Linked DNA regions of Rattus norvegicus: region 2 is linked to region 1. The links are chromatin contacts, called in public Hi-C maps. All regions are on one chromosome and are shown on one strand. The core of a region is the stretch at or near the end of the contact, and the rest is flanking DNA. Distances in the headings are between cores, read along the strand shown.

Evidence for each region. A called contact is a pair of places that touch in the nucleus more often than the background predicts.
Region 2: a Hi-C map of the A7r5 cell line shows a contact between it and region 1, with 2.5 times the contacts expected there. The contact joins the enhancer-like site here to the promoter of Tnfaip3 in region 1. A contact is called at or near these places in 2 of 12 Hi-C or Micro-C datasets (the A7r5 cell line and liver).

The regions. Positions count from the first base shown.
Region 1 is chr1:15,541,428-15,545,787 of GRCr8, reverse strand. It overlaps Tnfaip3 (TNF alpha induced protein 3), which reads left to right and starts at 1,809. Exons shown (of 9, transcript NM_001427106.1): 1 at 1,809-2,021.
Region 2 is chr1:15,576,913-15,581,272 of GRCr8, reverse strand. No RefSeq gene overlaps it. Among named protein-coding and RNA genes, the nearest start is that of Tnfaip3, 35 kb to the right of the region's middle. Within about 2 kb of position 2,387, at least 9 of the 93 cell types and tissues checked have an H3K27ac peak or open chromatin away from gene starts, as enhancers often do. A contact at or near this core is called in the A7r5 cell line, where this site is marked.

The sequences.
Region 1 (4,360 bases), core at 560-3,059:
GTTTGCTATTCTTCTTTACTGAATCCCCAGTTCAGCAACCCTAGAAGCCAAACAGGAAGCAGGATGGGCACATGGAGGCTGCTGGATTTGCTGAGGAACCGTCTGAGATGACAGAGAGCCGATTGGTTCTGTCTGCAGAAGCCGGCCTAGAAGAGCGGTCTGAGGATTAACACCCTCTGCCAGGTGGTGTGCTTTTCTAGTCTGCATCTTTTATCACCTCTGTGTGCCCTGGTGGTTTCCTGAGGGTGGAGCCTGCATCTATTGTGGCTAGGCTACTGTGTTTGTCAAAGAGATTCCTAGGCTTGAGATAGTCACGTGGTTAACCCTCTCTGGTGGGCTTTGGAACAAGACAGACACAGTTCTAAAAACTGTGTAGACTGTGGGCGCATGTGGCTTAAGTTTTCTAAATTTCACATAAAAGTTTATGTGAACCTGTAACAAATACTTCAGGAATGTCGTCTTAAATTACTACCATTGTTTGAGTGTCCGAAGCTGAAAACATCTGTAAGAAGACAAATATTACCAGATTTGAAATAGAAACGGTGTAGGGAGGGATGTGTGTGTGTGTCGGGGGGAGGTGGAGGGATATGTGGAGGGGGTGGGGGGAGTTAGCGGATAGACCAATCTTGGAGTAGTGGCCAGTACTCTTGCTTCAAGCCCCCCTTTACAAATAATAATTTAAAAAATGCCATTGTGCTCTGTCACCTAGCCCAGTCACTCCTGGGGACAGGAACACATGTTTCTAGTTCAAACGTGCAGTATACTTCCTGGCAACTTGGCAACTTGACGAACATACCTAAAGTCACAGTGGCACGGACTATCTGCCTGGTTTGCGTTACTGTTTTCTAGGATTTCGGCCAAGGGGACACTAGAGGAAAAACTCCAAGAAGGTAAAAGCATTTTAGCATCTCTCTCTCTCTCTCTCTCTCTCTCTCTCTCTCTCTCTCTCTCTCTCTCTCTCTCTCTGCAGAGCTCAAGCCCCTGTGTCCGAAGCTTTCTCCCTTCTAGAGAAAGGCAAGCTGTAGTCGGGGATCAGGACAATATGGAAGGTTCTCCACCAGTGGCTTCTTGGGGTGAACTAATTCTCAGGCAAACCAAACAACACCTAAGAAAACAACTGTAGAGGATGGGGGGAGACAGTAATAAACTTGAAGCACTTTCTAAACCTTAATGCTCCTTGGAGCACGGAAATAAAGGAGAAACGGAGCAAATGGAGGGTTGTAGGGGTGATGGAGGTGAATTTAATTTTCTCTGAATTTGACCTTGCCCCTGTAACTCAAAAACTGCAGGATCATGGTGTCTCATCTCACTCTGCATTGCATCCAGCCTGAAGCTGACACAGGGTCTGGAGAACCCTGTGGCCTTTTCTCTCAATCCCCTCAGGACCCTGAGAACGGTTCTTTCTTAAGTCCATCACGTGCACAGCCCAGACTTCAAAGCCGGCTTCATGCCTGAGGTCCTGTGTGTCTGGGTGGTTTTTAGGGTTTTCTTTCTAATTTCCCTTCCTTTTCACAGCTGATTTTCTTCAGAAAAGAGGCTATAAAAAAGAACCTATTGCATTTCCAGTTCCCATCACCACTATTTCCACATGGATGTGACGTGGAAGGCAGCTTCCGAAATGCCCAGGTGACTCACGCGGGGACACCCCGGGGCGGGACCTAGGAGTTTCTCCGGGCGGGGCGGGGACGGCCTCGAGCGCCCTCTGCTGGCCGGCCGCTCGCCATGCGGGAGTCACGTGACTGGAAAGTCCCTCGGAAATCCCCCTGTGGCGAAGCATACAACTGAAAGGCAAAAAAAGGGAACTGCCCAGTCTGCAGCCTTCGGAGCCGGAGGCGGAGCGGTGAGCTAGGCCGCCGAGAGACGTGCACACCCCCAACCAGAGAGCCCGACCGGGCGTCCATGGGGCTCCGCCTCGGCCCGACCCCCACCACGACCCGAACCACGACCCCCGGCTACGGCTCGCGCCAGTGACGGCTGATCGGCCACTTGGGCTCTGCGAGGGCTCCGTGCGGCCCCAGGAGGTGAGCAGTACTCCGGCTGGGGTGCACGGCTAGCAGGATACAGGGGGGGTGGGTGCACGGCCAGAGGGGTGCAGTGCCAGCCAGATTCAGGGTGCACGGCCAGCTCAGTATGGAGCTGTCTTGCTATGGCTTTGCAGGAGTTCTGGGGTGAGGGTATTGTTGGCCAGAGTTGAGGTCCGGGTGCCAAGTGTTTAGGTTGACAGCCCTAAGTTTCTCCAGCCGTCTGGTTAGCTAGCTATTCCTTTCCGATCCTGCAGGGTGACGTGAGCTGCAGCTGGCTGATGAATAGTCACCCTTCGGGTCCCTAGGTCGTGTGGTCGTGGGTGTACCCACTCTTCCAGCCCCCCCTTTGGAAATCAAGTGCAGCATGTTCATAGGCACGTAGACCTTGCAGAGTCGCGCTGGGGTTTCTTCCCATATTGTGCATTACTGGCCCAACAGGGGATGGTTTTCTCAGAGGCCACCAAATCCAACTTGGAGGCTTCAGCCAGCCAACTTTTTAGTGATCAATGTGGGAGGAGGGTTGCGGGGAGGGAGGTGGAGGGGAGGGGCGTGCTTTGAGATTGCCACTAAGGCCCTAGTTGCTCCGGTATAAGAGTATGCATGCAGAAATGATTCTCTGGCCTGCTTGCTGGGGAGTCCACGTTTGGTGGCATGTAAAACTCCCTACTGCAGCCTTGACTCCACACTCAGACTGTGACTTGTCAGTCCGGGTCCTTCGTCCCACATCCTGCCACCTGGCCTCTCAGGAAAGCTGAGGTATTAAGAGCTCTTTCTGGAGCATGCTTTGTTTTTAGTTCTCCTGTTCTCTCATCTTTCTTTGGAAAGCTGGTCTGGTCAAGTGGAGGGGGGGGGGCACCGTTTGGAACTGATTATTGTTCATTAGCCTTCCATACGCTGATGTCCTAGATTATTGAGCAGATTATTATCGGTTGATCAGGGCTCATTCTTGTGGTCTGATATGCTACTTGGATCTTTTGCAGCTCGTTGTATAGATTTTTGGAGGGGTACTTCCCAACAATTGCCCGAGGTATCTGTTTATAAATAATACAGAAGTTTCCACATCGCGGGCAAAAAAAAAAAATCTGTTCAGAGTGGAAAAATAAAAGTGGGGGAAAGACTTTGGTGAGTAAGTTCTGAAGAACCTTATTGATCCTGTGACAAAAATTGGGAAATTTATCTGTAAGGGAGTGAGGTAACAAATATATTTTTAAAAGTTAAGGGTAGTGCTTTAATTTTTTTTTTTTACCCATAAAACATTACAATGATATGTCAGGAAACTTTATTCTCTAAATGTGGGGAAGTCCAAGAACTGGAAACTTGGGCAGAGGGAGGTTTAAGCTCTGTCTTAAATAGGCACTTTTGCACGCAGTGCAAGGCAGAGTCCGTGAACGGGGTCTTAGTGGGCTGACAGATACTGACCTTTGCATGTCTTACATATGGCTTAGAGCCCCCGCCACTTTTAGATCTATGCTAAAAGTTCTTGAGGTCCAGAAGAGCAAAATAGAATAGCCATAAAAATAGAACAAGGTGCAGCTCACTGATGCAAAACTTCTCCTTGCCTGTTTCTGAGAGCTGCAAATGCTGTACGCCAGGGTTGCTATCAGGAGACCAGCAAGGGATTGAGATGGGGAATAGGAAGACTTGGCTTATGAGCAGAGCTGCATCCTTACGTCTGCTGGACCTGAGATGGGTCTGACCATCACTGCCTTAGCTGCAGGGGTTGTCTGACAGATATCAAGGCTAGGAGTGAAATCATACATTTTTAGCTATCGCATCAGGCACAAGGGTTGGCCTTAAATAGGTGGTCCAGCCTTGCTGCTTGCATGCATCCATTCATGGATGGGGTGATGACATTGTGAGAGAGACCATGCTATATCACCAAGGAGATGTATGTGTGGTAGTTTTGTCCCATTCTGTCTATGTTTCTGCCTAATTCTACTTGCGAGGCGCAACTGTCATCAGGCACAGAGAATAACTTCCAGGCCTCAGCATCCCAATGCAAATTCCCAGGAGCAGCCCCTCCCTTCCAAGCAGGGAACAAGAACTTACGATTTCTTTTCCCTCTTGCATAGTCTTAACACCGTTTTTATTTTAACCTGGTGAGTTTGCATTGGAGGATAGTATGGTGCCGGAGTGGCATTAAGCTTCGCTGAGAAATTTCCTAGGTGCTCTATATCATTTCTGTCTTCTAGGAAATTAGGATGTGTGGTCAAGTGCCCAAGGAGGGTCTGTGAGGACAGTGAAGCAGACCTGGATGGCCATTGATCCACATTGGTCTCTCTGCATCATCAGTCCACATTCGTGCATAGTTGGCGTGGGTGGTCATATGGCCAGTC
Region 2 (4,360 bases), core at 1,138-3,637, 35 kb before region 1:
GTATAATGAGGGCATCGACTAGCCAATGTTCTCAGTATTACAAGTAGTAGTTGCAAAAGCATGGCATTTATACATGTTGGTGCCATGATATTGATTTATTTGTTAACAAATGCTATTATGTTCCTTATTATTATATAATGTAAATAACGAATGATTTCTAGAAATTTTAGTCAAGAAATAATTGTTTTAGTGTCAACTATTTGTCAGTTGTCATTAGCACTGACACTTTTCAAAAAGGAAACATTTGGGTTTGTCTCTCACACAGAAATAAAGAGGCGTGTGGTACATTGATATATGTGTCCTCAAGACTCCATCTCTCTGCTTTCCCTCATCTCTATAGCCCCCTGAGCACCCCTCTTGATGGCAGAATTCCTCCTTTCCTCCAGATTCTCATTCTTCTTTCCTCCTTTCTGAGAAGGCAGTCACTGTGTCATTTGGCTCTGGATCTTCCTACCAGCATGGTGTCTGTGTGGTCTGGTGCCCCCAGATGGCTTCCTAATAGACTGTCCGGTGAGCTATGAGCACAAACGAATAGACTTAAAATTGCGTCTACCAGAAATCAGGACTAAACTGAAGTAAAGGGAAAATAAACTGCCAGATAGTCTGTGACAAGGTCCATATGAGTCATTTAGGGAAAGTGAGAAAAGGGTCACTACCCTTGACAGAAGGAAATTATGAAGCTCTGGTTCCAAAAAAAAAAAAATTTTTTTTTCTTTCTTCCTGAAAGGAAAGAGTTAGCTCTCAAGAACTTTGCAGTTAGATGAGTCACATTTTAATATCTCATTCTTTTTTTTTTCTTTTTTTCTTTTTTTTTTTTTTCCGGAGCTGAGGACTGAACCCAGGGCCTTGCACTTGCTAGGCAAGTGCTCTACCTCTGACCTAAATCCCCAACCCCTATCTCATTCTTTTAAATGCATTCTCTCTCTCTCTCTCTCTCTCCCTCCCTCCCTCTCCCTCTCCCCCTCTCTCTCTCCCTCTCTCTCTCTCTCTCTCTCTCTCTTTCACACACACACACACACACACACACACACACACACACACACACACACATTCTCTATGTTGCTTAGACAGGTTTTGGAAGATTCTGCCCATTTTGCAAATGAGGAAGCTGGGGCTTCGAGAGAAAACTCCCAGGGTGGCAGCTAGTGCATGGCGGGTCTTCAGTGTGAGTCTTGGGAGCCCTCTTGTCCCCCTTTCCTCAGACACCACAAGTTGCATATGCCGGCATTAAACTGAGAACATAGCATCGATGTTTTCTCATCTGCCTTTGGAAACTGTTGGGATTTTTGAGACAGCCTCTCCCTGTGTAGTTTAGGTTGGCCTCAAACCTTCAATCTCCTTGATCTAGTCTCCTATAGGCACAGCCCCTCAAGCCCCAGACTTCTATGTATTTGTTTATTAGTTTGGGTGGGTGGGTGGGGGACCCAAAATCTCATGTTTCCTCCTGCTTTGGTCTAGAACTCTGGTCATATCACTTTACCCACTTTCCAGACTGAGAATGGCTTTGGGGGCCGGGGGATGTGGTTGGGTATCCAGGTCCTAAAAAGCTACAGAGTTGGCATGTCAACCCTCAGGAAACCTGAGTTCCACTATAGCATCGTATTGTTTATGCACCGAGGACTCTGTCTTATGAAATGAAAGCAAAGTTTATAACAGTGGCAAGAGCTAAAATGGGCATAACAAGCAGGCTTAGCCACCTTGACCTCCAGCCAGGACTGAGACATAGGTGTGGTAAGGCTTTCCTCAGCTAAGACCTGGCATTACTCAGCTGTCCTCATGAATATCAACTAGGAAATGACTTAGGAAAAGACAATAACTTAATCTGATAATCCCTTCCTTTTTGCTGATCTCTGAGACCTGAGACTCATGGATTCTTCAGAACTTATACCTGGCTCTGGAAGCCTGTTCCATTCAGACCTATCACTCACAGACACTCCCTACCGATGAATTCGATGGCTTACGCTTTTGTTAATGGGTTCAGTTCTTAATGTTACACTGGACATGTAAGCCTCTTTAAAAATCACCTTGGAAACATGTTGGAAAAATTCTCTTTGGAATCAAAAATGAAATAGAAAAAAAAGAGAAAACTCCAAGAAAGATATTCAGAACCAACTTGAACAATGGGTGCATAAATAAAGTGCACCACAAATAAAGTACTCACCATAGTGAAGGGGAAGTTCATGGTCTATGTGTAAATTTTAATATTAGAAAGTTTCAGTGGGTTAGAGCTCAAAATTCTAAAGCATGACTGGAGAATTTTCTGTTGGCACACTGTACTTTTACAAGGATTTCTTCCTCCTCTTTCCCCCCTTTTAGCACAGGCTGACCTGATCTGACAAGGAATGTGTATGACTCAGACCACAGACTGACTAGTTGTGGTTTGAAGGGTGTCACTTCAGAATTCTAATCTCTTTTGTCATGGACCATCCCTGGGGATTCCAAAGTATTACTAGCCATAAAGGAACTCCCCTTCTCAATGAACCACAGCTCACAATAAGAAATGAGCAACTTGTGATAGTGAAAATGGGACATTCTAAAAGAATTAACAAGCAGTAAAACCAAATCAATTCATTACTGACCATATTAGGAAAAGGCCCACAGGTGACAGACAAAAAGCTTCAGGAGAAGCAAATGGCATAATGTTTTATGGAAAACTTACTTAACAAAAATGTTTGTTAGTACTTTTTCCTAGTAGGATATGTTGGAAGAGAATACATTTTTTTTCAGCTACATAAGAATAGATTATTCTAGTTTGGGGGTTCAAAACAAGTAACCCTAGCCATGTCTTAATTAAAGTCAAGTTTCATAAATGTTTACGCACACAGCTAGTATGTACCACTTTGTGCTAAGAAGTATTGGTGAGCTGGTAAAGCAAGGCCACCTTTCCCTTCTATTCAGTAGAGCAATCCATACTATAGTCACAAGAATTTTAAATGCTGCCTGAGGTATCATGCCTCTTTTAGCACTCTGTTCTGTCTTCAGCATGGATGCTTGAGATGATCAAGGATTTGTGAAGTCTTCATTCGCTCCAACTTCTAAATATTTCTTCAGTATCAACCTTTAGGTGTGTTTGCATATTTCTTTTTTTAACAACCTTTTCCAGGTAGAGGCACATATGCACATGCTAATAATGCTACAACAAGAGGGCCTGCCACCTGGATAATACAATACACTCACCTTCAGCCCAGGCGTTTAAACCTTAAGAGGCAACAGAACAGTCAGGACTGGGAAGGAGTCTCTCTGAAAAGAGCAAGAGCACCGCTCAGAGCAACAGAAGGTTAAGGTTAGAGTTCATTCGAGCAAAGCTTCCCCAGGTGCCGCTTATCACACTGAATACACAAAGTGAAAATAGTACCAGGAGTCATGCAAGTCATGTTTTTAGAGAGAGCACATCACATAGAAAACGCTGGAACTTTTCTGATTCAAAATTCCCAAGTGGAAGGACTGGGGACTTTCTGAAGGGATTGAATGACTCGGCTTTATTATCCAACTTTATTTGATCAGTATGTAAAAAGCAAACAAACTCTCACACAGACAGAACCTGCCTGGTGATGTAGTTAGGTAATATACTGAAATCACCCTCTGTAAATCCGTAAATTCATGACTGTCATCAAGTAGTGACATGCACCATCTGTGGCTTCTTCTTCCTCTAACTCCACTTGCAGTGAAGAACTCCCTGGGTCCCATCGAGAAACACCAAATTTAGGTAATATGCTGAACAAAGCGGGGGGGGGGGGGAGTAAGATTGGAAGGGAGGAAAGAAAGGAGGGAGGAAGGGAAAGGAAGCAGAGGAAAGGAGGGATCCTGAGAGAGAGAGAGAGACTGGAGAAAAAAAGAAAGAGAGAGAGGAAGAAACTTCTGTGGGCATCAGTAGGGGGAAGCAGGGATTGGAAGTAGAGAAATCTGTGGCCCTTTTAGGACTCAATTGGATATCAGGAGATAAAATGGACCCATTCAATCTGTGAGATGGTTTGCTGTGTTAAGTGTTTGTGACACAAGCATGAGGACCTCAGTTGTGATCTGAGAACTGGTTGGCAGAGACAGGAGGCCCTTGGCTGGCTAGCCTGTCTATCCAGTTGGTAAGCTCTGAGTCCAGTAAAAGACACTGTCTCAAAACAAAACAAACAAACAGAAAACTAAGGTGAAGAGCGAGAGTGAAAGATAAACTCTGACCCCTGACTTCCAAATGCATGTACACAGGCAGGCAAAGAGGGCGCGCATTATAGGGGTCAGTTTGACACTCTAATTTGAAAGAATCCTAACAATCTCTACTGTTAACAAACAGGCCTTGTTAATTTGTATCATCAAGGAGGCTGCCTAATGGATTCACCATGTTCTGTGCATAATACTCTGCTAGTCT